3 separate regions of the Mus musculus genome follow, and regions 1 and 3 are each linked to region 2. The links are chromatin contacts, called in public HiChIP or PLAC-seq maps. All regions are on one chromosome and are shown on one strand. The core of a region is the stretch at or near the end of the contact, and the rest is flanking DNA. Distances in the headings are between cores, read along the strand shown. Region 1 overlaps Fer1l6 (fer-1-like 6 (C. elegans)). Region 2 holds the start of Anxa13 (annexin A13). Region 3 overlaps Fer1l6 (fer-1-like 6 (C. elegans)).

What was found. HiChIP or PLAC-seq counts read pairs in DNA pulled down with a chosen protein or histone mark.
Region 1: a FOXA1 HiChIP or PLAC-seq map of pancreatic cancer cells shows a contact between it and region 2. The contact joins the enhancer-like site here to the promoter of Anxa13 in region 2. A contact is called at or near these places in 6 of 39 promoter capture datasets (the HPC-7 cell line, embryonic stem cells, liver and 2 more) and 1 of 115 datasets of contacts at active chromatin or transcription factors (pancreatic cancer cells).
Region 3: a contact with region 2 is called in an HNF4G HiChIP or PLAC-seq map of pancreatic cancer cells. The contact joins the enhancer-like site here to the promoter of Anxa13 in region 2. A contact is called at or near these places in 1 of 39 promoter capture datasets (pre-B cells), 2 of 15 datasets of contacts at CTCF or cohesin (embryonic stem cells and pro-B cells), 24 of 484 Hi-C or Micro-C datasets (the MNK3 cell line, bone marrow-derived macrophages, conventional dendritic cells and 11 more) and 1 of 115 datasets of contacts at active chromatin or transcription factors (pancreatic cancer cells).

Annotation. Positions count from the first base shown.
Region 1 is chr15:58,545,906-58,548,605 of GRCm38.p6, reverse strand. Fer1l6 (fer-1-like 6 (C. elegans)) reads right to left here. Exons shown (of 41, transcript NM_001370912.1): 3 at 173-287. Among named protein-coding and RNA genes, the nearest start is that of Fer1l6, 37 kb to the right of the region's middle. Within about 2 kb of position 1,320, at least 20 of the 459 cell types and tissues checked have an H3K27ac peak or open chromatin away from gene starts, as enhancers often do. A contact at or near this core is called in pancreatic cancer cells, where this site is marked.
Region 2 is chr15:58,387,848-58,390,547 of GRCm38.p6, reverse strand. It overlaps Anxa13 (annexin A13), which reads left to right and starts at 1,274. Exons shown (of 8, transcript NM_027211.2): 1 at 1,274-1,332. The coding sequence starts at 1,318.
Region 3 is chr15:58,565,800-58,568,499 of GRCm38.p6, reverse strand. All of the region lies in intron 11 of Fer1l6 (fer-1-like 6 (C. elegans)), which reads right to left. Among named protein-coding and RNA genes, the nearest start is that of Gm36451, 30 kb to the left of the region's middle. Within about 2 kb of position 1,294, at least 18 of the 459 cell types and tissues checked have an H3K27ac peak or open chromatin away from gene starts, as enhancers often do. A contact at or near this core is called in pancreatic cancer cells, where this site is marked.

The DNA.
Region 1 (2,700 bases), core at 71-2,570, 160 kb before region 2:
GCTGGCCAGCATCTGAAGGTTGCCACTCTGAGAGAAGTTGAATGAACACAGAACTCTCTTCCCATCTTAGCCCTTTGGCTCCTGGTGGACAGAAACTAGGTCTCTCCAGTCTTCTGGGAGCCTGGCATACCCAGGGTGCAAAGTGAGTGGGCTAACTATACAAACACCATACCTTCTCTTTGAAGGAGCCGAGGGACCGGGTGCAAGGAAAGCATCGTCCTTAGTCAAGTCTTCTGGACCTTCCTGATGAGAAGGTCCTTTCTGTGGTATTTCAGACTCGTTACCATCTAGAGAAACAAATGAAGAAAGAGGATTTTTGTTAAGTATATGATGGTAAACAAGCCTCCACTTTCTGCCCACCACGATGGAAGGCACCGGAGCCCCTACCACTATTGAATCAGATATGGTATTAACAGAAAAGCCAGGCAGACAGATGCATAGTTTAATGTGTGTGTATCCATTCCTTTGTAAGAAGGGATAGAAGGTTCAAACAAACAGATGTACAGACTAAGGAAACCTATCCAAGACCTTGACAAAAACAGTCTCCCAAAATAAATGAAACAGTCGGGAAACCCGAGGCAAGATCCCAGTGAGTGGTCATTCTTGAGTGTGCTAGCCAGCTTCTAACAGCAAAAATCTCATGCTGTAAAAAGACAGGGTCTCATCCCTGGATCCTACAAGTCCATAGAGTGAAAGCTGAGCAGGGCCGGTAGGAGCCACTGCAGACACAGGAGTGGCTAAGGAGACAAGGAGATGATGCTGTGTTATCATGTGGGACCTCATTGCAATCATATGCATCATCACAAGAAGGAGCAGACAGAGATTTTTAAACAGGGCCAAAGACAGCTGTGGGACTCTGGAGACAAAGATTAGCCTGACCCCTAACTATCACAAAGCAAGGAACAGTACAGCCTCACCCCACCTTGTTATGGTTTAGATCTTAAATGTCCCCAAGGTCATGTGTTGAATTTCTGGTGGTCAAATCATGCCATGCCTAAAAGGTAGGAGACCTGTAAGATGTGGGGCCTAGTGGAAGGGAGTTAAGTAACCAGGGGCATGTCTATGCAGTAGAGGTCGGGATCCTGGCCTGCCCTGCTATTACTCTACAATGAATTCCTACAATGTTTGGTTCTTCTGCTGCCTAAGAACCAAGCATCCATGGACTGAAACTGTGAGCTAAAAATACATCTTTCCCTTATCAGATGGTCACCTCAGGAATTTTGTCATAGTGACAGAATGCTGAGTGATGCAGAAGTTGGAAGGGGAAGAAAGGTTCTTCAGGTTTTTGGCCCACAGATGCTGACTCATGGATCAGGCATCTAGGCATCATAACCGTGAAAGAACGCATGTGTTAAGCTACCAACTTACCTACTGTAGGGAGAGCAGGTCACTAGGGAGCCCCAAGGAAACAGATTTATAAGAACTTAGCAAAGTCAAGTGAGTGGACTGTAGTCATACCCTCAGATCTGCCCATCCTAAGGGGAGGATGCTGATGTCATTCATGGGAACAGTGCCCGATGACCCAAGGTTGCCACACATGTGCACCTTACTTACCTTGCCGTGGGTCTATGTTTTCCTTATCTATAGTTAAGGCAGGGCTGGTGCCTGATATACCATAAAGTCATTAGGAAGATAAACACAACAGTGCCCCAGCCCTGTGCCTGTCACAGCCTAAGGAAGCTTAAGTGAGTCAGAAAGATTTTCCTGATCTTTTTCCTTCTATAAAATGATGATTATATGAGGAAAGGGTCTTCAAAACTGTTTAAAGCAATCAGGTTCTTTTTATAGATGCAAGTATATATTGAATATCTCTCTCTCTCTCTCACGTGTGTGTGTGTATGTGCTTGTGTGTGCATGCTTGCATGTGTGCATGTGTTCAAATGTGTGCACTTGTGTATGTATATGTGTGCACGCATAAGAATGTATGTATTTGTATTTTTAAAAATCTCATCATCTAGGAATTTCTACCTGTGAATCAAAGCAGAACTAGATATTGGGAAGGGAAAAGTCTCAAAATGACACACTCTATGCCAAAAGCTCATTTGTTTTAAGCTTTCCGGGTGTCATTCTGAGCGATGGAAATGAGGCTTTCCCCTAGGGCATCCCAGTAGCTGTTCCCAGGACCTCTGAGACTCAACTAGAAGTGCATCAACCGAATTATTTCTAATGTGCTTTCCAGCTTTGACATTTTTGGGTTCTGGTTTTAACCAGACAACTATGCCAAAAACAAAACAAAACAAGACAAACAAAACAAAACAAAACACCATAGAGAGAGACTCCATCAGCCCACTCCCAGGCATGGCCACATTTGATTCTCTGTAGCAATAGAGAAGAGCTGGATGAAGAGGAACCTTGTTTACTGTGGTCTCAGTCAGGAAACTCAGGCCAAAGCCAGACCAAAGGGTCAGCCGAGGAAACACTAGTGCCGGGTTGAGTGGCTTGTAGCCTTGCAGCAACAAGATAAAATAAATGCCTATTCTCTGCAGATGACTGAGCCTTATGTATGCAGAGCTTCTGGCATTAGATGCAGATTGCAGTAAGCATCCTTAGGTACCTCAAAAAGTGAAACAATGTGCAAGGTTGGATGCTGGAGAGGAAACTAACAGACCATGGGCCCCTTCCTCTGGGGCTTACACTCTGGAGTGTGAGAGAGACCTCTCAACGTAGGAAAGTCCCCCGCAGCAGCTTCTTTATGGCTGG
Region 2 (2,700 bases), core at 25-2,524:
GTAGGCTTACTTTTAATGGTCATCTTTTTGTTGAAAAAAAAAGTTACTCAGACTGGCAGCTATTATTATTATTATTATTATTATTTAAAAACTATTCAGATTGTAAGAATGATGATGACCCTTGGGGGCTGGAGAGATGGCTCAGTGGTTAAGAGCACTGACTGTTCCTCTAGAGGTCCTGAGTTCAATTCCCAGCAACCACATGGTGACTCACAACCATCTGTAATGGGATCCGGTGTCCTCTTTTGGTGTGTCTGAAGAGAGCAACAGTGTATTCATATACATAAACTAAAAAAATAAGTCTTAAAAAAAAAGAATGATGATCCAGTACAACTCCATGTATCATAAAAAATTATCTATAACAAAATAAGAATAGTGATATAAATAAAATGGAGTTTCAGTCTGCTTGGTTAATGCTATGATGCTGATGATGACCATGGGTTTTAAGACAGGTCTCATTATGTAGCACTGGCTAACCTAGAACTCACTGTGTAGACCAAACTGTCTTCAAAGTCACACAGATCTGCCTGCCTCTGCCTCCCAAGTGCTGACATTTAAGGAGTGTACTTTCAGCAATGCTTTTATTATTACACACACACACACACACACACACACACACACACACACACACACACTTGGGGCTATTGAGATGCATCTGCAGGTAAAGGTGCCTGCTGCCAATGCTGACCACCTGAGTTTGATTCCCCCAGACGCACATATCAGGAGAGAGCTGACTTGTCCTCCGACCTTCATGTGTTCTCCATGACGACATGCACACATACACACATGCACACGCACATAGGTAAGATTAAGAAATGATTAAGACCAATTAATTAAGAAAATGATTGTAATGCCAAGAGTGGTAGTAAATGATGATAACATCAACACTCTAGAGCTGAAACAGGAGGCTTTCTTCCAGTTCAAGTCTAGTTTGGGCTATACGATGAGAACCTTTCTCCATCAAGATGGGGAAAAGGCAAAATAATCTTTTCAAATTCTTTCAACTATTAGAAGCAAGTGGAGCTTAGCCCTTTAGTTGTGATAAATTAATTCAACTTTAAAGAGTCTAAGCTCCGGTTCGTTCCCTGGGTGTACGGTCTCTCGGATGGCCTGCCCGTCCAGCGTGCATAGCTAGAGCACATTCAGAGCCATCGCCACTCCCTACCCATCCCCAACAGTGTATTCAAATCCAATGCCAAAAGTTACTTATTAAACGCAGGAGATAGTGTGCCCTGCAAAATCCATTATAAACTTGGTCTGTGGGAGGACTAGTCTCTTCTTGAAGAAACCCAGGGCAGTCATCCCAGAGAAGAGGAAATGGGGAATCGTCATGTAAGTATTAACTAACTGCCTTTGGGACTCCGTTTTCTGTTTGGTTATCTTGTGAAAGAATCCAGCTGTGAGCTCATAGTTGATACCTTCATGCTTTATCGCTTTAATAGTCCCCTCGTGGCTAGTATTAGCAAGAGTGTCCTGTGCTTTTTAAAAAGGTGTTTAATATAACCCAATAAAGATTGCCTCACGGCAGTGAGCAAATGGCTAGCATTTATTTGTAGAATGCATAGGTAAAGCTTTTAACTGTGGCGAAATTGTGCAAATCGTCAGAGACTATTCCTGTTCAGAGTCTGTGGGACAGATGAGGTCCTGTTGGAAATATGAGTACAGCGAGATAAAGACACTCCTGTGAGGCCATCTAGTTTAGACTACAAGGTGAAAATCCTCCAGTGTTATTGCCCAGCACCCAGATATTTGCAATTGTTCACGAAATCGACTAAATGTTTCCTTTTTTACTTCTAAAATGTCTAGGCTTACAAATAGCATGTCTGAATCGACAGAAAAACTGACCAAAACACTCACCATTTGGAATCTTTGTTCCATAAGGTAGATAAGAATTGAATGAGAGTTTTCCCTTGTTTTGAAAACCATTTATTTTAGTAATACTGCTTAACATGGGACCTGCCATCTTAACAAATTTTAAGTGTACAATAACAGTTTTACTGGCTACAAGTATAATATTCAGAAGCAGACCTACAACTTCTGCTTCTTTCTTAAATGAAATTTTGTCTATTGATCAGTAATTCCTCTTTCTCCCACTCACTGCCCTAGCCCATTCCACTCTGATTATCTAGTTTGCATTACTTTATATCCTACACATTAGTGAAATGTGCCTTTGCATCAGATTTTTCTGTGCTGAGATATGAATATCTGAAGCTAGCCAGTAAGAACCTGGATGAGGTCATGTTGCAGCCATGGTAACTTTTTATGGTGATATTTCATATACACAATAAACTTAATATAGATATTTATAGAACATGACACTAGGGGTAAAGGGAGTAAAAATCTAAATTTTTTTTCTGCACACTAGCCTTGTTTATAAGAGTTTGCCTTTACTTGTATTAAAGTACTGTTTTCAGAGGGTTGTTAAGTTTAACTCATATGCAAATAGCCTTTTTCCAGCTAGCCAAGATTATGAGTTATGTATTCACTGCCTTTCCCAGGAATAAAAAACTAATTACATTACAATATAATTCTTTAAATGGACACAAGGGATTTTAGGAGACCACCAGTCCAGCACCTGCATTTTGTCCCTTGAAAAACCACTCCTGATCAGGGCAGTTGCCTTTTGAGACTGGAGCAGAATTTTTGTGGATTTCATTTTTGAATCCCCAGGTCCCTACTTCCTTCTCCCCCTCCCTCTCC
Region 3 (2,700 bases), core at 45-2,544, 180 kb before region 2:
CCCATAGGCTTGGCCCATGGGGACTGGCATTATTAGGAGGTGTGGCCTTATTGGATGGGTGTGGCTTTGTTGGAGGACGTGTGTCACTGTGGGGGTGGGCTTTTAGGTCTGCTAGTGCTTAAGTGTGGAAGAGTCTCCTCCTGGCTGCCTGCAGAAGATAGTCTCCTCCTGGCTAACCTCAGATGAAGATGTAGAAATCTTGGCTCCTCCAACACCATGCCTGTCTGCACACTGCCGTGCTTCCTGCTATGATGATAATGCTATAAGCCAGCCCCAATTACAATGAAATGTTTGCCATTATAAGAATTGCCTTGGTCATGGTGTCTCTTCACAGTAATAACACTGTAGGGCAATTAGGAAACTCATAAAAAGAGGGAAGTGTTAGGCATAGCAAAAGCTTCAATCAATCCTGTGTATCTGGGGTGCCGGACACACTGAAAACTATTGGAAGGGATCCACTTGTATCTGAGTCAGAAATGCTTTTATATTGAAAGGACATTAGAGCTCTCTACTCCAACCTCTAGTGTTTAGCTTTATAAAATAAAGTGCAAAAAGACTAAGGGGCTTCCAAGGTCACACAGCAAGACTAAGTCAGCTATGGCTTAAGACCTATTCTTTACCAAGACTGCATGGTCAAAAAACCTACAGGTAATCTGGAAGACTGGAGTGTGGCAGGTCATGCGGCAGTGGTTCTCAACCTGTGGGCCATGACCCCTTTGGCAAACCTCTATCTCCCAAATATATCTACGTTACAATTCTTAACAGTAGCCGAGTTCCAATCAGGAAGTAGCAATGAAAGTAATTTATGGTTGGGGGGGGGAGGGGTCACCATAAGACGAGGAAGTTTATTAAAGGATTACAGCATTAGAAAGGTTGAGAGCCAACCAGTACACCATAGGGTAATACTCAGTTCTTTGCAAGTAGCTCTTCCTAATGGGGAATTATTTCTGAGTGAAGATTCTGAGTGAGGTGAAGAGGTATAAAAGGGTTCTCTGGCTTTGCAGCTGGATTTACTAAAGTCCAAGGAAAGAAGAGCAGGGCTTAAATTCCTTAGCAGTAAGCTAAGAGAACAAAACAGCTGTGGCCCCACAGACATGGGGTGAACAGAACAAGAGTCCTGAAGTAGGCCCCTAAAAGAAGCAACAGATTTCAGATAATTGGGTGAGAGGTGACCTTTCCTGTGACATTGGAAAATCCAGGAAATGTTTTCTTTTTGACCAGAAACAGAGAGCAGGGCAGAGCAGAGTGTAAGACTTAGTCAGTACCTATCAGCCTCTTATCTTGCAGTTTGGGGGCTGAGTTTACTCTCTGGGAGGAGGGTAAAAACCACAGAGACTAGAGGGAAAACAGGCCTCAAAGATGACAGATGTGGCAGCAATTCAGCTGCCAGGTACTGGACTTTGAGCAAGTGCCATCCATCCTCTGGCTGTTACTTTCCTTATCTGTGACAAAAGTCTCACAATAAGACCTGGACCACTTGTGAAGAGCAGACATATAAGCCCTACAAATTATAATTACAGTAAATATCTCAATAGTTTGAATTATCTTTTAATCTTTCACATCCTTCAAGTTCCAATTTCTAGCCCCAACCCCCCAATTCTGGAAGTATGCCTTGAACCGGAGAAATAATTGTTACTTAATGTGTACTGAGCTCACAAGAGCTGAGCCTCAATGTTCATCTCTCTGCTTCCTGACTGTGGATACAATGTAACCAGCTTCCGCAGGCCCCTGCTGCTATGCTTTCCCCACTATGATGGACTGTGTCTTCAAACTTTGAACCTTAAACCCCCTCTCTTGAGACTGATTTTAGTCAGTTTTGTCTCAGCAAAGAGAAAAGCAATTAGCATAGGGGTCAAGTCGTCTGCCCAAAGAATCAAACAGAGGTAAGCATGTCTTGTTGCACACTAGCCTCTGTACCATACTGATACAATTTAAATCCAGCGGTCCCACACAAAAGGCCAAAATTTTTTAAATAGCAATCTTTCTCATGCCATAAATAACAGCAATATGTAGTTCCTAACATGCCCCTCACTTCCATCTTCCTGTTGTATATATTTTTGCATACATTCTCTCTCCTTCCACAGCATAAGCTCCATGGAGTTGGGCTCTCTGTTTACTCTTGCCCATGGTGAGCAAGACTTTAAAAATGCTCACATTCCCCAGGCTGGCTATGCTCTGTGGGAGTTTGGCAGAGGAGAAAGAAGCTTTGGCACGTAATGAGACAGAAGAGGAAAAGACAAAAGAGGGTCTCCCAGCATCCAGATGTGCAGGAAGTTTCTGCTGACAGTGACACTGGGCTCTGTGACCCTGGGAAGTTGAAAAATTAAAAAACACATAGCAAGAAAGGGTTGATCTACTCTGGCTGCGGGAGACAGAGGATTTGTTCCTTACAAGAAGAAGGAGCACAGTAGAAATGTCAGCCTGTGGTGTCATGGCTTGGTCATGGCCATTCTCTCTCTTAGGTCACCACCTTCGGGGAAGGCAACCAACTACCAAGTCATAAGGATTATCAGAATTTATGGGAGGCCTCCAGAGTAAGGAACTGCATTCTCATATCAATAACCAACAAGGTACTAAGGCCTCCTGAGTATCAGGCAGCCATCTTGGGAGATGGGTCCTTCTGTCCTGTGAAACCTTCAAAAGATCATAGCCTCTGCCAAGATCTTGGGAGCTTGTCTGGAGGTTCGAGCAAGGGAACAC